Regions from separate parts of the Mus musculus genome. Here all the other regions are linked to region 1. A link is a contact called in public ChIA-PET and HiChIP or PLAC-seq data. All regions are on one chromosome and are shown on one strand. Each heading gives the region's core, a stretch centred on a gene start, on an enhancer-like site or on the middle of the called end of the contact. The rest is flanking DNA. Distances are from core to core; before and after follow the strand shown. Region 1 holds the start of Rraga (Ras-related GTP binding A). Region 2 overlaps Gm42312 (a long non-coding RNA gene). Region 3 overlaps Dennd4c (DENN/MADD domain containing 4C).

What was found. ChIA-PET counts read pairs in DNA pulled down with a chosen protein or histone mark. HiChIP or PLAC-seq counts read pairs in DNA pulled down with a chosen protein or histone mark.
Region 2: an RNA polymerase II ChIA-PET map of memory CD8 T cells shows a contact between it and region 1, with 233 read pairs. The contact joins the enhancer-like site here to the promoter of Rraga in region 1. A contact is called at or near these places in 10 of 39 promoter capture datasets (3T3-L1-derived adipocytes, the C10 cell line, the HPC-7 cell line and 5 more), 1 of 15 datasets of contacts at CTCF or cohesin (the NIH/3T3 cell line), 23 of 484 Hi-C or Micro-C datasets (the 63-12 cell line, CD4 T cells, CD8 T cells and 14 more), 33 of 115 datasets of contacts at active chromatin or transcription factors (CD8 T cells, the NIH/3T3 cell line, the SCID.adh cell line and 22 more) and 4 of 9 other capture datasets (adipose tissue, bone marrow-derived macrophages, liver and 1 more).
Region 3: an H3K27ac HiChIP or PLAC-seq map of trophoblast stem cells shows a contact between it and region 1, with 2.4 times the contacts expected there. The contact joins the enhancer-like site here to the promoter of Rraga in region 1. A contact is called at or near these places in 8 of 39 promoter capture datasets (the 3T3-L1 cell line, the C10 cell line, the HPC-7 cell line and 5 more), 1 of 15 datasets of contacts at CTCF or cohesin (the NIH/3T3 cell line), 18 of 484 Hi-C or Micro-C datasets (the C10 cell line, the G1E-ER4 cell line, the HPC-5 cell line and 13 more), 16 of 115 datasets of contacts at active chromatin or transcription factors (the 230-238 cell line, the SCID.adh cell line, a beta-TC-6 cell line and 9 more) and 2 of 9 other capture datasets (adipose tissue and liver).

What each region holds. Positions count from the first base shown.
Region 1 is chr4:86,574,352-86,577,051 of GRCm38.p6, reverse strand. Rraga (Ras-related GTP binding A) reads right to left here and starts at 1,379. Exons shown (of 1, transcript NM_178376.3): 1 at 1-1,379. The coding sequence starts at 1,133. The coding sequence ends at 192.
Region 2 is chr4:86,716,278-86,718,977 of GRCm38.p6, reverse strand. The region is part of intron 2 of Gm42312 (a long non-coding RNA gene); the gene reads right to left. Among named protein-coding and RNA genes, the nearest start is that of Gm42312, 6.6 kb to the right of the region's middle. Within about 2 kb of position 1,302, at least 37 of the 459 cell types and tissues checked have an H3K27ac peak or open chromatin away from gene starts, as enhancers often do. A contact at or near this core is called in Sertoli cells, adipose tissue, beige adipocytes and 3 more, where this site is marked.
Region 3 is chr4:86,828,440-86,831,139 of GRCm38.p6, reverse strand. Dennd4c (DENN/MADD domain containing 4C) reads right to left here. Exons shown (of 32, transcript NM_184088.1): 24 at 2,111-2,220; 25 at 1,474-1,649. Among named protein-coding and RNA genes, the nearest start is that of Rps6, 28 kb to the left of the region's middle. Within about 2 kb of position 1,444, at least 3 of the 459 cell types and tissues checked have an H3K27ac peak or open chromatin away from gene starts, as enhancers often do. A contact at or near this core is called in trophoblast stem cells, where this site is marked.

The sequences.
Region 1 (2,700 bases), core at 130-2,629:
GTCTTGAAGATCTCTACTTGATAGCTGAGTAAATAGCGTCCAATACTAAGACTAGGGAAGAGATGAGATAGTAAGCACACGTTTCAAGCTCACTTTTAAGCACATGACATTATGAATATTAAAGACAAATGATGCAAAAAAAAAAAAAACACCGTAATTCAGCATTTTACTAAAGAGCATTTGGCATTATTTCAACGCATGAGGAGGCTGTGCTTGGGCCCATCTACTCTTTCTAGCTTCTCAAAGTGTTTCCTGGCATTACGAATGTTGATCAGAGTAGCTGCAGAAGGGATGGATGGATCTGACATGACCACCATCACGTACGTGTTTGATGTAAAGATGTCGATGAAGGCAGCGAAGTTAGAATTCCTCACTTCCATGCTCTGGAAAGAAGCGGCCAATTTACTGCAGCTCAGCTTAAACTGCTTGATGATGTTGCTGATCTTCTCAAAGCGGTGCACATCTCGCTGCTCTTTGCACTGGTAGTGGGAAATCACCAAGAACGTAGCTCTCTCGAACAGCAGAACTTCATCAGCCTCAATAATCTGGGCAAAATTCCTTAGGTTCATCTCCAGCTGCTGAACGTTGGGGATCAGCTGATAGACGATGCTGGACCAGGCTTTGTAGAGCGTCTCATCCCAGATGGACGTTCGAAAACAAGCGCACTCCAGCGGGCGAGACAAACGCCTCAGGTCTTCCTCTCGCTCTTTAAAAATCAGGTCACGTTGATCTTCCTGAACCAGATCCATTTTGTGCACCAGGCAGAAGATTTTGGCGTCAGGTGAATTCTGGAGGATGGCTTCCAGACACGATTGGTAATAATGCATATCTTTTTCCAGTTCGCGGCTCTCTACGTCAAACACGTATATCAGAACCTCCACATTACGGAAGATGTTGTCCCGCTGGCTGGTGAAGTAATTTTCCATAAAGGTGTCCTGGCCGCCACAGTCCCACAGGTTCAGCACCAGGTTCCCCAAGAATCGGACGTGGGAGTGCTCCACGTCGATGGTGGCACCCAGGCGCCTAGTGTCGCGCGCAATATAATTTGCAAAGATGATCGACCTCATGCTGGTCTTCCCCGACCCGCTCTTTCCCATCAACAGCACCTTTTTCTTCATGGCTGTATTGGGCATCACCTGCCGGCGTCGCCACGGACTGGGCCTGAGGCACGGCCTAACGGCGGACCGACCAAGGATGGGGACGGCGGGACACCGAGCACCGACCGGCAGCGGAGGCCGTGCACGCGAGCTGGGGGCAGGAAAGACCGCGGCGAGGCGAGGTCTCAGAAAACAGCGCCCGAGGCAATGGCCACAGCCGCTCCGAGCTAGCGAGAGCAGACCAGTGATGTGATCAGCTTCGGCCCGGCCGCCACCCACTTCCCGCCGGCATCTCGCGAGAACTCCGAGGGCCTGCCGCCACCCACTTCCGGTGGCGACATCGCGAGAACGTCGGCTACTCCTTTGAGACCCTTGGAATTCTAAGAAACTGCTTCTTCCATTGCAATCTAGCGCACAGCGAGTTAAAATGAAAGGGCGAGCCCACGCTGGGGTTTTGTTCTGCTTGGGTTGCCCTGGGTCTTTGCAGAAGGGGTCGAGTGAACCTGGGAGGGAGAATGCTGCCCCCGCGTGGCCAAAAGTCCTCACACGCCCACTGCCATTATCACCTCAGAGAGATAATAGTGCTGTAGGCTTGACAATCAGGCAGGTAGAGGAGCGGGGATGACAAATGAAAACCAGCAGAAAGAGATTTCGAAAAACTAATTGCCCAGGGCTAGGCAGTTCCTTACCAGGGAGACATCCTGATTCCTTGTTCTTTTTACCTCAGCTTGAGAATGTGTAATTAGAATCCAAAACTCGAGTAGAGGGTAATATGGAACACCATGCAATAGCTTCGTCCTCACGGTTACCGTGTGAACAACTGTTTTCAAACCTGAGGGGGTTAACGAGTCTGAGTGCCTTAGAAGGTCTGCTCACTTAGCCATAGGCCACATGGCCTCAAGCCTTTAAGAAGAGATAAGCAGTGTCATCCAGTAAGTTGAGGCTGAGTCAGTAGAATTACCAGGGCACGTCATATTCCTAAATTAGGACACTGCATCCTTATTGTAAAGCCCTTTCCAGGTTGTATACTACACTGTACCAATGAAGACATTTTCTCACTTATTCATTCAAAAATTGGATGTTGGGGCTAGAGACATAGCTTATCATTTAAGCCATGGTCTCCCGCACAGATATGGTGCACACACACACACACACACACACACACACACTGCTCTTCCAGAGAACCTGGGTTTGCTTCCCAGCACCACTGTGACTCCTTGAAACTGTAACTTCAGTCCAGGGGATGATGCCTTCTTTCAACCTCTGTGGGCACTGCATGCATATGATGCATAGACACACAGGCAAAATATGAATTTACATAAATAATGTTTACAATATGCAAGAAAATTCAAAAGTGGGCTGGCAAGATGGCTAAGCGGGTAAGAGCACTGACTGCTCTTCTGAAGGTCCTGAGTTCTAATCCCAGTAACCACATAGTGGCTCACAACCACCCCGTAATGAGATCTGATGCCCTCTTCTGGTGTGTCTGAAGACAGCAACAGTGTACTTATCTATAATAATAAATCTCTGGGCTGGAGTGAGCAGAGGTCCAGAATTCAATTCCTAACAACCACATGAAGGCTCACAAGCATCTGTGTAGCTA
Region 2 (2,700 bases), core at 53-2,552, 140 kb before region 1:
ACTGAATCCTGGGTACTCTGGAAGAGCAACCTGTATTTTTTTTTTTTTTGGTTTTTCGAGACAGGGTTTCTCTGTATAGCCCTGGCTGTCCTAGAACTCACTTTGTAGACCAGGCTGGCCTCGAACTCAGAAATCCACCTGCCTCTGCCTGGGATTAAAGGCATGTGCCACCATGCCCCGCCTACAATCTGTATTCTTAACTGCTGAGCCTGAGGGTCTCTGTTGTGATGCATTCAATCAAATACAAGCCCCTATGCATGCTGCGCAAACAAACACTCTATCACAAAACTACAGGTCCAACTAGGTGGCCCCTCTCCCTCTCCCTCCCCCTCCCCCTCCCCCTCTCCCTCCCCGTTCCCCCTCCCCCCTCCTCTTTCCTCCCTCCCCAGGCCTACTTCTCAACAAGGTGGAGCTTTACCTAGTCTAGATTGGAACTCAAGATCCTTCTGCTTGAGTAGCTTGGATTACAGATCTCTGACTCAGCTCCACCAAGTCTCAGTTTGGCTACTCTGTGAACTGAGAAGGACAGAACAAGTAAGTGAAATACCAGGGAGCCTTAGCATTCCTCAGAGAACTCCAGCAAAGGGAAGAGAACACTATACAAGCCAAATACCTGCCCTTCTTTATGGGAATTTACATAGCTCTCATCCTTTCTTTCCTTCTTTCTTTCTTTCTTTCTTTCTTTCTTTCTTTCTTTCTTTCTTTCTTTCTCTCTCTCTCTCTCTCTGTCTTTCTTTCTTTCTTTCTTTCTTTCTTTCTTTCTTTCTTTCTTAATTTATTCATTTTGCCTGATGATACATGCCTTTAATCCCAGCAGCTGGGTGGCAAAGACAGGTGGGTCTCTGAGTTTGAGGCCATATTAGTCCACAGAGTAAATTCCAGGACAGCCAGGGCTACACAGAGAAATCCTGTCTCAAACAAAATTTATTTGTTTGTTTGTTTGTTTGTTTGTTTATTTGATGCATGTGTGTGCTGGCATGTGTTTTTGCACACCACATGGGGCCAAAGGGCATCAGATGCCCTGGATCAGAAGCCCTGGTTGTGAGATGCCTGATGTGAATACTAGGAATGCAGCCCAAGTCTTCTGAAAGAGCAGTAAGTACCCTCAACACTCTAGCCTTCTCTCTAGTCCCTGGCTTTCATTTTTCTTATATTTTGTGTTTCTGTTATAGCTCTGCCAAACAGGGCTGGAGAGGTAGCTCAGTGGTCAAGAGCACTCTTTGCTCTTCCAGAAGTTCCAGGTTAGGTCTAATAGCCATATTAGGTGGCTCACCGCTGTCTGCCACTGCATTTTCAGGGGATCTAAGGCTCTCTGGCCGCCACCGACATTTGCATAGTGTTGCACATAAACTCATGCATGCATGCACACATACACACAAATAAGGATAAATAAATCTTTAACCAAAAAAAGAAAAAAAAAAAAGACTTGTGCCAAATAAATAACAAAACTAGTTACAAAATTATCTTCAAGGTTCTTTCAGCTCAGGAGTCTGAGGTTTTGCAAAGTTCACAGTTTCTGTTGCTATGGTTTCAAAACAAAGCCAAGGCTTTTAATGTTTTCAGGATAAAACCAACTTATGCCTGTAGGCAGAGAGCCAGGACATAACTCTAGGTCTCCTGACACTAAGGAAGAGATAGGATAATCTTTCTGGGCTCATGGAACTGGACCAAATAATTCATATTTGGTAATAGCTGTGGCTATTCCTGTGCTCTGCTTATGGGGAAACAAATTCTCTATTTTTGCTTCTTAATTTGTATTTTCTCCTTAGTGCCGGGGACCAAACAGAACCCAGGACTTTAGAGAAAAGATCTCTAGCACTGATTTAATCCACAAACTGCCTTTGAGTATAAGGAGTGAGTCTCTTTGGCTTGCTGGTGAGTACCCTATCTGTGATTATCATATTTATTACCCAATACTTTCCTAGGTAACTGTAGCTTCATGTTTGCTGAGTTCCACCTTACTGATAAAGAAGACATGGAGGAGAGATTTCACCATTGCTTCTACTCAGATTGTTTTACCCAACTTATTTATTGAATACTTTACTTTTTTATTTGACTTTGTGTATTATGCATGTGTATGTACATTTTGTGTATGTATTTATGTACGTGTGTATGTCGGGGTTTGGGGTGCCCATGCCTGAGCATATAGAGGCTAGATTCAAAGTCGGTATCTTTCTCAATCTTTCACCACCTTATTCTTTCAGACAGGCTCGCTGGCTAGACTAGTCATTCAGCTAGACTGGCTGACCAGCGAGCCCTTAGGTTCCTCTTGCCTCTCAGTCCCCAGGAAGCAGGTTCGAAGTGCGTCCAATCACACTAAAATTTTAATATGGCTTCTGTGGATTCAAACTTGGGTCCCCATGTTTGCTTTTCTGACCGATCCTCTTCCCAGCTTGCTCTTTGTTATTATTGATTTTATATATGTGGGTATTTTGCCTGCATGTGAATATATGCATTACATTTTGTGTCCAAGTTGACCTGATGAGAATATTGGATTCCCTGGAACTGGAGTTACAGATGGCTGTGAGTCACCACGTGGGTGCTTGGAATCTAACCCAGGGCCTCTGCAACAGCAGCAAGTTCTCTTAAACACTGAGATACCGCTTCAGTCTTTATTCTTGCTTTTAAAAGTAGATGACAAAGTAAATAGGTTCCCATCTGGGAATTGCTTCATTTTGGTTGAGCCTTCTCGCCTCATTC
Region 3 (2,700 bases), core at 195-2,694, 250 kb before region 1:
TCCACTGTTTAGTTAAGTTTTGTTTTCAAGACTCTCCTTATATAGCCCAGGCTGGCCTTGAACTCATAGACATCTGCTTGCCTCTGCCTTCTGAGTAAAGATGTCAGACCTGGCTTGCCACATTCTCCGGTCGAGTCAGCGTAACAGGCTGAGGCTTAAAAGCTACTCATGAAGCAAAAGAGATTTACAGAAACTCGACCCTGGAGTCTGGTGTTCTCTCTAACTCATACATTAATATTCCATTCCCGCGTTAGTCTAGTGTATGGATCCACGTGCTCTCTTTTAGTATTTTTAAGATTGAATTCTGACATAGCTAAAGCCAGTGTTCCAACAGTCCTAGAATGTCCTTGAGCAAGACCATGGGCTTGGAATTCAATAAGAGTGTTGCCTATTCAGTGACATTCAGAATAGCCTCTGGTACTACACTATCACTTAGAATAAAAGCCAAGTCCTCCCATATACAGGAATTTACAATGGTTTAGGAAGTAGATCGGGCTGTGGTTTTAGAGTATTGCATTGTTCATGAGATGGTTAGCTAGAACGGAACTCCCTAGTTAGAACCATGACTTGGGTGTGAAAGCCCTTGCCCTAGGAGAGTAAAGACCTCACACCTGGCTTCTAAGACTATAGCTGAGTTTCACCCATACACACATATTTACAATGGCCTAAGGGGAAGGTGAACTATACAGTAGACAAAAATAGGAACTATGGCAAGGGCACGAAGCCCTTGACCCTGGCTTCTAAGATTAAGCGAATCTTAGGTGGAGCCCTTTTTGATCTCAGTTGTTAACAATGAATTCTATCCCAGGTGGTTCCCGTTAGACCTTCTGTGTTTGCATTCCTCTGTTTTATGTAAGAATCCAGTAACCTCTTTGTACCTTGCTGGTGTGTCACCCAACTTCCTTATTGTCTTCTGCATAAAAAGTCTGATGCTCGATTTGACAAAATACATTCAGATCCAACACAACCTCTCCTGTGTGCATCTGTCTGTCAATTCATCCAACGCTTTGCCCACCCGTGACTAGAGACCTGTTCCATGAAGACAAAGGGGCCCAGAGGGTCTGTGGCACTGGCTTCACTGTATTTTGTTGCTGTTGTTGTTGTTTGTTTTCTAACACAGTGTCTGTCACTGAACCTGGAGCTCACTGATGTAGCTAGGCTAGCTGGCCAGTGAGCTTCAGAGACCCAGCGGTTTCCATCTCCCCAGTGCTGGCATTTCAGGTGGTGCTCAGGATCCAAACGCAGGCTCAGGAAGCACTTTAAAAACCAAGCCATCTCCCTAGCCCAGGGAGTGCTGAAATAACACTAAAACATTAGTTTTGAATCAGGTATAAATAGAGTTTAATTGCAAGAATCTACTCCTGGTATTCACACATTAAGCAGAACAGAAAAGCAGTCTAGAGACAAAGGAGAGGCCACCCTCTCCATGTCTTCAGGGCACTCACCTCCCAAGGGAGCTTGCACAATACTAACCTGGCAGAGCCTCGCAGGTCTTTAAATTCTACATTGAGAAGAGGCAAGAAGTTGCTTTTACAGAACGGGCAGGTTGTATTCAAATTTGAGTCATCTGCTGTCCATCCAGCCATGATTTCCTCATCATAAACCAGAGCGCCACAAGCTCTGCACTGTGAGCAACTCGACATCAAAACCTAAAGGGAAAGCAGGAAGACAGTCTCTATGGCAGAAGTGGGTCTCAGTGGTCTAGTCTACTGGGGAAAAATTTCAACTTTTAGTTATTTTATTGGTTTCAACTAGGGTTGACAGCTCTTTTATGAGTCTATTGCCTCAAAGATATTAAGCACTCCTCTGACTATCCATATAGATCCCCTTGAATCCTATTAAGTGCTATTATGAGATAAGAATATGTTTACAGGGCTGGTGAGATGGCTCAGAGGGTAAGAGCACCCGACTGCTCTTCCAACGGTCCTGAGTTCAAATCCCAGCAACCACATGGTAGCTCACAACCATCCATAAGGAGATCTGACTCCCTCTTCTGGAGTGTCTGAAGACAGCTACAGTGTACTTACATATAATAAATAAGTCTTTAAAAAAAAAAAAGAATATGTTTACAGCCACTTTACCACAGGTACAAGAACTATAGAATCTTTACCTCCATCGCACAATTTTGATAGATGCTAGACATACTGGTATTCTGAGAAGAACCATGGTCTGACTTTTCAAAGTCCTGCCCTTTGATATTTCTTGAAAATGGAACTTCACCTAAAGACAAGTAAGTAAGAAATAGAACATATAATGTAGGAGAGTGTTCTCAAATGTGCGTGCATGTAGATATAAACTGATAGAATTAATAAAAGTTAACTGAATGTAGGTAGAGGATATATAAATGTTTATTAAATGATTTTCTCAACTTTTCCTAACAACAACTTAAGACGACTGCAGGTGTGTATCTGTACTACCAGTACTTGGAAGGAGGGAAAAGGAGAATGGGGGGTGGGGGAGGGGGGTGGGCAGCAAGTCTGTGCTATGGGATGAGACTTTGTCTTAAAGAATCAGAAAAAAAAGTAGATAAAAGTTTTTAAAAATAGGGGTAATAATTCTCTCTGTCTTGAAATTGCAGTTGTATTCCCCAGAGGTCCTTAAAAATAACATTTCAATCACTGATTTACCCAGAGAACAAGGTGAAAAAAAAACAAACAAAAAAAACACACTCCCAAGGCCCCATTCCACAAATTCAGTTTC